2 separate regions of the Gasterosteus aculeatus genome follow, and region 2 is linked to region 1. A link is a contact called in public Hi-C data. All regions are on one chromosome and are shown on one strand. The core of a region is the stretch at or near the end of the contact, and the rest is flanking DNA. Distances in the headings are between cores, read along the strand shown. Region 1 holds the start of gadd45gip1 (growth arrest and DNA-damage-inducible, gamma interacting protein 1). Region 2 overlaps nfixb (nuclear factor I/Xb).

What was found. Hi-C and Micro-C count contacts between places; a contact is called where the count stands out from the background.
Region 2: a contact with region 1 is called in a Hi-C map of skeletal muscle, with 2.6 times the contacts expected there. The contact joins the enhancer-like site here to the promoter of gadd45gip1 in region 1. A contact is called at or near these places in 2 of 6 Hi-C or Micro-C datasets (skeletal muscle and whole body).

What each region holds. Positions count from the first base shown.
Region 1 is chr11:3,863,430-3,866,453 of fGasAcu3.hap1.1, forward strand. gadd45gip1 (growth arrest and DNA-damage-inducible, gamma interacting protein 1) reads right to left here and starts at 1,492. Exons shown (of 2, transcript XM_040190796.2): 1 at 986-1,492; 2 at 1-2. The coding sequence starts at 1,386.
Region 2 is chr11:3,984,433-3,987,481 of fGasAcu3.hap1.1, forward strand. It overlaps nfixb (nuclear factor I/Xb), which reads left to right. Exons shown (of 12, transcript XM_078084470.1): 11 at 200-291; 12 at 2,369-3,049. The coding sequence ends at 271. Among protein-coding and RNA genes, the nearest start is that of rad23aa, 15 kb to the right of the region's middle. Within about 2 kb of position 1,594, at least 1 of the 9 cell types and tissues checked has open chromatin away from gene starts, as enhancers often do.

The DNA.
Region 1 (3,024 bases), core at 242-2,741:
CTCTACAATGGGAGGGGGTGGGGGAGAAGACAAATGTTAATACGGCAAAGTGATGTCCTCTCAGCTACGAGGTGGACTGCAGTGAAATTGATTGGGTTAATGTCCTCGCAGAAGGAACTATAAAAGCCTGGATTCACTCCCTGTCACGCAGTTTATATAAATCAAAGTCATACTACATAAAACACGATTATGAATGCTTTTTTTGTACTGCATCAGAATGAAAGCCATTTTAACATCCCCATGCACAAATCACACCCGATTAGTTAGTATTTTATTCCCACTAATGTCACAAATGCAGAACCAGTCTGTTTACTCCGGTCATCCGTCACATTCAAAGTATATGCAAGAGAGAAATAGTTGGCCAGAACTATTGTGCGATAATTACTCAAATCAGCCGTTTTTGAGGATCCCGCCTGCAGGTGGAGGAGTGACCACCTGGTGACCCGGCTCAACAAACTGGAGCTCAAAAGACAGCAGGGATTTCAGGAAGAACGCCCCCCCCCCCACCCGTTCTACTTCCTGGGCGCCGTCATCACCCAGGAGGGGTGAGGGACCTCAACGTCAGCTCCATCACCAAGAAGGCTCAGCAGAGGATGTTCCTCCGGAGGCCGCGGAGACCACCACCGAGTCCATCCTCCGCTCCTCCATCACAGTCTGGTACGCTGCATATTTCTAATGACTATTTATTTAAAATATAACCCATGACGCGAGAGAGAAGCTGCAGGAGTCCTCTGAATGCCTGGAGTCCAAATGGCTCCTGCGTCAGGTGACCTCAATGGAGGTCGGCGTTGCGGACAGATACTCGCCCCGTTTCTGCGGTCTCACCTTCTTCCTGTGGGCCACAGTTTGAGCCTCGTGTGTAGAACATACCGAGAAGTAACCTGCGTCCATCCTGCCCGCAAATATTCCTGCCGGCTCGCAGTTCGGAGCAAACAAAACGGCTTGACTCACTGAAGTTAGCTGCAGTGACGTTAGCATCACTTACTTCGCCAACCGCCTCTGGGTTTCCTCCTCCTCTCTGGCCTGGACGTTCTTCAGCATGACCTCCAGCGGAGGCTGCCACTCGTTCTCCTCCGCGGTCATCCTGTCCAGCTCCGCGCGGCTGGGCCACAGCGAGGCCGGCTCGATGCCCGAGGCGGAACCGTAGCGGCCGAATAGCTTCCTGTCATACCGGCTGCTCTTCTGCCACTCGGGCGTCTTCTCGCTGTCCTTGTCCGGGATGTGGGGCCGGTGGAGGTTCAGCCGTAGAGGTCTGGGGTTGTAGGACGCGCTCTGCGGTGGAAGCCCGCGCGGAGAGTCCGCAGAAAGCACCGTTTTTGAGCATGAAATTCCCTTTAAAGTCCTGCATAACGCAGCCGTCCTCCTGCACAGCATGGACGCCGCCATCTTTGTTCCTCCACAGGAAGGACCCGGCGGAGTGACGAAGGTGGCTCCCACAATGCCTGTTTACCACGGATTCATGTTCTAATAATGTTTAAAGTATTACATTTTGTCCGACTGGCAAAGATGAAGACGTTTACTTATTCATGTTGCATCAAATACAACCAGCAAAAAAGTTGCTATATAGTTGCTACATATATATATACAACTGGCACCAAGATAAGAAGGAAATTAGACATTCTTAAGGAAATTGTACATTATTTTGATGTTCACTATGCATTACTTTTTGCCTCTATAATATATGTATATAACTTTGAATATGCACACAGGGGGAGAAGGTGTGGGGGGGTTGGAGGTAGCTGTGAGCAGGTGTGCTGAAACCGGGGTACCATTGCGAGAAGCCTCCTTTAACACCTCCTTGGAACACTTAAGGAGCACAGGGAAGTGAACCTCTCTTTCAAAGACAGGATCTTTTGTTTTTAACGTCCTCGACTTCTCCTCCTCCTTCCTCTTTTTTTTTTTTTGTCGCGGCCCTCCCTCGACTTTCTCATATTTGATTTCTTTTCAAGAGGCGGCGATGGAACAAATGGGGTCGCTCTGGAGTGCAGCACTTACGGAGACAGATGTCATCGCTTTTGTGCCGTGGGAACGTGCCGAGCTCTCCGTCGTCATTAAAGATTTAGGGTTCCCATGGCAGGGGTAGCGCTAGGCTGAAGGTGGGGGTGGGGAGGGGGGGGGGGGGGGCATGACAGCAGCTTAATTTGGCTTAGGAGCGTTCTGGTGCCAAGCCCGGGGCTTTAGGGATCATATCGACGTCAGTCACAGGCAAACAGTCTTGTTAGGAGTTCAACGATAAGGGGCAGAATGACAGGTCTATTTCTGAGTGAGTGGGAGGGCCCGGTGGCACATTAATACACATTTAAGGACGTTGTATGTAACCTGCCAACCTGAATCAAATCGCATCTGTTTTTACAGATGTGTTTGATTGGTACCTACGTGATGAGCTCCTGCACACAGATCCGTGGCCTTTGCTGCCGGTTGCTCTAAAACAAGAACACACGTCGGCGGACGGCACACCCAACGGTCCAGGTGCTCACCCCGGAAGGGTCCTGACACCACGGCTCAGTGTGGTTGGAGCTCTAGGTGTTTGTCAGGCCACCACACACAGCGTGGTTACATGGATTCGAATAACTGGCTTAGTCGAACTGAAATCGAATTATCCGTTTCATGTCAACAACTTTGTCCGACTATGTGCGGTCCGACTACGATCCGATTAACACCCCTGGATAACTCGATCCGATCCAGTTGATAGTGCGACTATTGCGGCATGTAACGGTGAATCGGATGAGGAACTGGACTTTGCGTCTTTGCGCATGCTTGAGATCCCGACGGCGTCTTCTCTCCGTTATCACAGCCATTCGCTGTGCTCCTATTAACATCATGCACAAATAGTAGAGGGATGTAGCTTCACCTCGCTCTCCGCTCGCCATCTTTCTCGTAATGTTGATGTTGTTGTTGTTGGTAGTGGCGGAAATGGCTGTATCACAACTAGTTGTAGTGAAAACAGCGCCACCTATCGTATTGGATATGACATGCTTTCAGCCAATGATTCGATTTATTCACTGACATGTGTATATTGGGATA
Region 2 (3,049 bases), core at 344-2,843, 120 kb after region 1:
AGCTTCTGAAAGAGCTAGGCTAGTGTTCAGGCTAAGCTAACCGGCCGCTAGCTGTGGTCGTCTTTGCCGTGCAGACATGCCGGCAGAGCTGAGCGTTTCCTCCCGCTTTTGGTAAGAAAGATGAATAACCATGAACCACTGCTTTGATGCTGTCGCGTGTCTTCTAACGCCTCAGTTTGGTCCTCTTCTCTCTCCCCAGCATACTCCACGCCAGGCGCCACAGCTCCCAACAGGTTTGTCGGCATCGGATCACGGGACAACAACTTTCTGAACATCCCGCAGCAGACGCAGGTAGGAGCCCAGACCAACTGCGGGGGGGAAAAAACTCCTTTACCGGACGGACGTTGGTGGAAACATATTTGTAATTCCCTCGCCCCCTGAAAACCGGCTGGCGTGTTTTCCTGCGCCTCTCCTTCCACGCCGCCCCACAGGCGCGTGCACTCGTGCATCTGCATTTCTCGGCCCCGTGCGCGCGTTGCCATATGTGCTCGCCTTGTTTACTCGGCACATGTTGCGCCCGAGGGCCGTCTCCCTCGCTGCCCGTTTTCTCTCCCTCTCCTGGCTCCCTCCCCGCTTTCCCCTCTCCTCCCCTGCCTCCCTATTATTAACTTTCTCCCGCTCTGCCTTGCACTTTCTCCCTCTCACAGCCTTCTCTGTATCTTCCCTCCGTTACCACCGGTAATTTTTTCATTAGCGTCCGACCACACCCACCTTGAGCCAACTCAGCCCCGAGCTCTGCTCCGGAACACATGGAAACCATCTGAAACCGCTCCGTCGATCCCCCCCGTTCCTCCACACGTTATTGCCCTCGCTCTCTCCCTCTCAAGCTATTTCACTCCCCTCGTCGTCTTCTTGCCCTGCACTGCTTTCCCTCCCGACCTTCATCCCGTCACCTTCGTTGTGTCTCGTGTAGATCGCTCTGTCCTACACGACTCAACGCCCCATGTGGCCGAAAGTAGGCGAACCCCCCGGACACCCGAGGATGTCACCACAGAACGCCTCGCTCTGAAAGAACGACCACCTGAAACGGCTTTTAGCCAATAAAAAGGCTCTTCCAGCTTTGCGACAGATCTCTCCGTCAGCAGCGAGAGACTCGCAGCGAGGTCGACCTCCGGCGTTTAGACGACGAGGCCTTTCGCAGAGGCTTAAATATCACCATGGTCACCTCCATCCAAACCAAGAAAAACACACCAAAACAATACGGAGCATCTACATACTTTTTGCCAGTCCGTGCTTTTTTTCTGAATGCGCTCACTGATGCTCAGCACTGAGTGGGACACAATGTCTGGTTTGACTTTTGGAGGCAGAGCCAAAACACACAGCATTAATAGTTAGCATGTGCCTCACAAAAGAGATTGATGGGCCAATAAAAAGAAATGATAGATCACCAGACAAAAGAGCGTGTCAGCATGTGTGCATGTGGTGACTACGGGACAGCCGAGGATCTCGCTCGCTCTCTCTCGTTCGCTCTCGTTCTCTCCCGGCTGACATCAGTTGGCTCCGTGTGCCCTCTGGTGGCAGATGTGAGGCCCTGCGAGCCGGAGGAGGTTGGAAACGAGACACCTATGGTGGGGTGGAGATGGAGGGAGCGAAGCGGACAGAGTTTCGGCCCCCAACAGAAGTCACGTCCCGGCCGTCTCGTCACCCAGGGCAACCAGACATGATGTCATAGCCAGTTGATCTTGAAATTGAGGAGAGGGGTGCACTTCAGAGAGGGAGGGGCGGGGGGGTGGGGGGGGCAGGAAAGAAAAGAGGGTGGTCACTGTCTGCTGCCAAGGATTTAGTCGGAGTGTTTCACGGGAGACGGATGGATTGTGTGTGCAGGAGAGAGAACGCGAGCAACCAAGAAGGGAGAAGTTACAATGCCCAAGGCCTGCTGGGACAGTGCCCAGGGGGGGCAGGAGGCATAAGGGCCGGGCAAAGGGGGAGAGGGGGTCAAACAAAAGGCCGCAGAGGAGTTTCCGAGGCTCGACTGGTAGAATGTTGGCGTACCAGCACATGGCGCCGTATCCCGCAGGCCAAGCAGCCTACTTCATACAAGCAAGTCCAGTACGACACCACCGACCACTGCGATGAGTACAGATGTGTCAGGACCAAGTGTTGGATTGCATTGGTGTTCTTCAAAGTGGGGGCTCAATGGATGGAAGGCAGGATTCGGACGGTGAATTATTATTATAGATCTATAAAGAGTATAAAGGTGACCTTTGGGGTATCACGATTCTTTTAGCATCTGCCTTGGCTTTCATTGTCAATGTTTTTATTTTTACAAATAAACATTTAGTAAGAGGAGGGGCTATTAGACAGGTGTACCACGCAGTTACTAGTTTTGATACTAACATGACCCCCCCCCCCTTTTTTTCTTCTACAGTCTTGGTTCCTCTGACAAGATCTGTGCACAGACCCACAACTACAATTCTTTCTTTACAAACGGATTTAGAAAACAGTCGTCCTCCACCCAACGACCGGCCCAACCCCAGCGCTATTCCAGGACCCCCCCCCCCGGACACAAAAAACACAACCAAGCGGCACAGGAAAAACCACAGCAGCACGGCTTTCTTTAGAGAAACTCTGGACTCATTTATCCTGTCGGCAGTGACGAGACGTTTTTTCCCGGATCAACGGAAAAGATGAACGGAAGGACGAGGGAGAGGAAGAGGACGCCAGGATGAAGAAGGGTCAACGGGGGGAAACGGCAGCAAAGCAGCTCTCTCCTTTCAAAGAAGTTAAATAGAATCACAAAACACCACCGAACCATCAGCGACGCGGGAGGAGCCGGGGAACAGGAGAACGGTCAGCTTCTCCCAGCACACGTTGTGTAGACGAGCGGGGGGGGAATCGAAAAACAAACACAACAAATTTTGTTCTCACACAACATTCGAGCTCGGCCCACAGCCTCGATCCAAGCAAACGCGCCATTTGGTTTCCAATGAAAGCTGCAGTCCGCCTTCACCCAAAACAAAATTAAATTGACCACAAAGTCCCTTTTTTAGCCTGCGACTAACTGGAGAGCGACCATGACAAGACGCATCTGGGTTGAGGGTTGCACTGG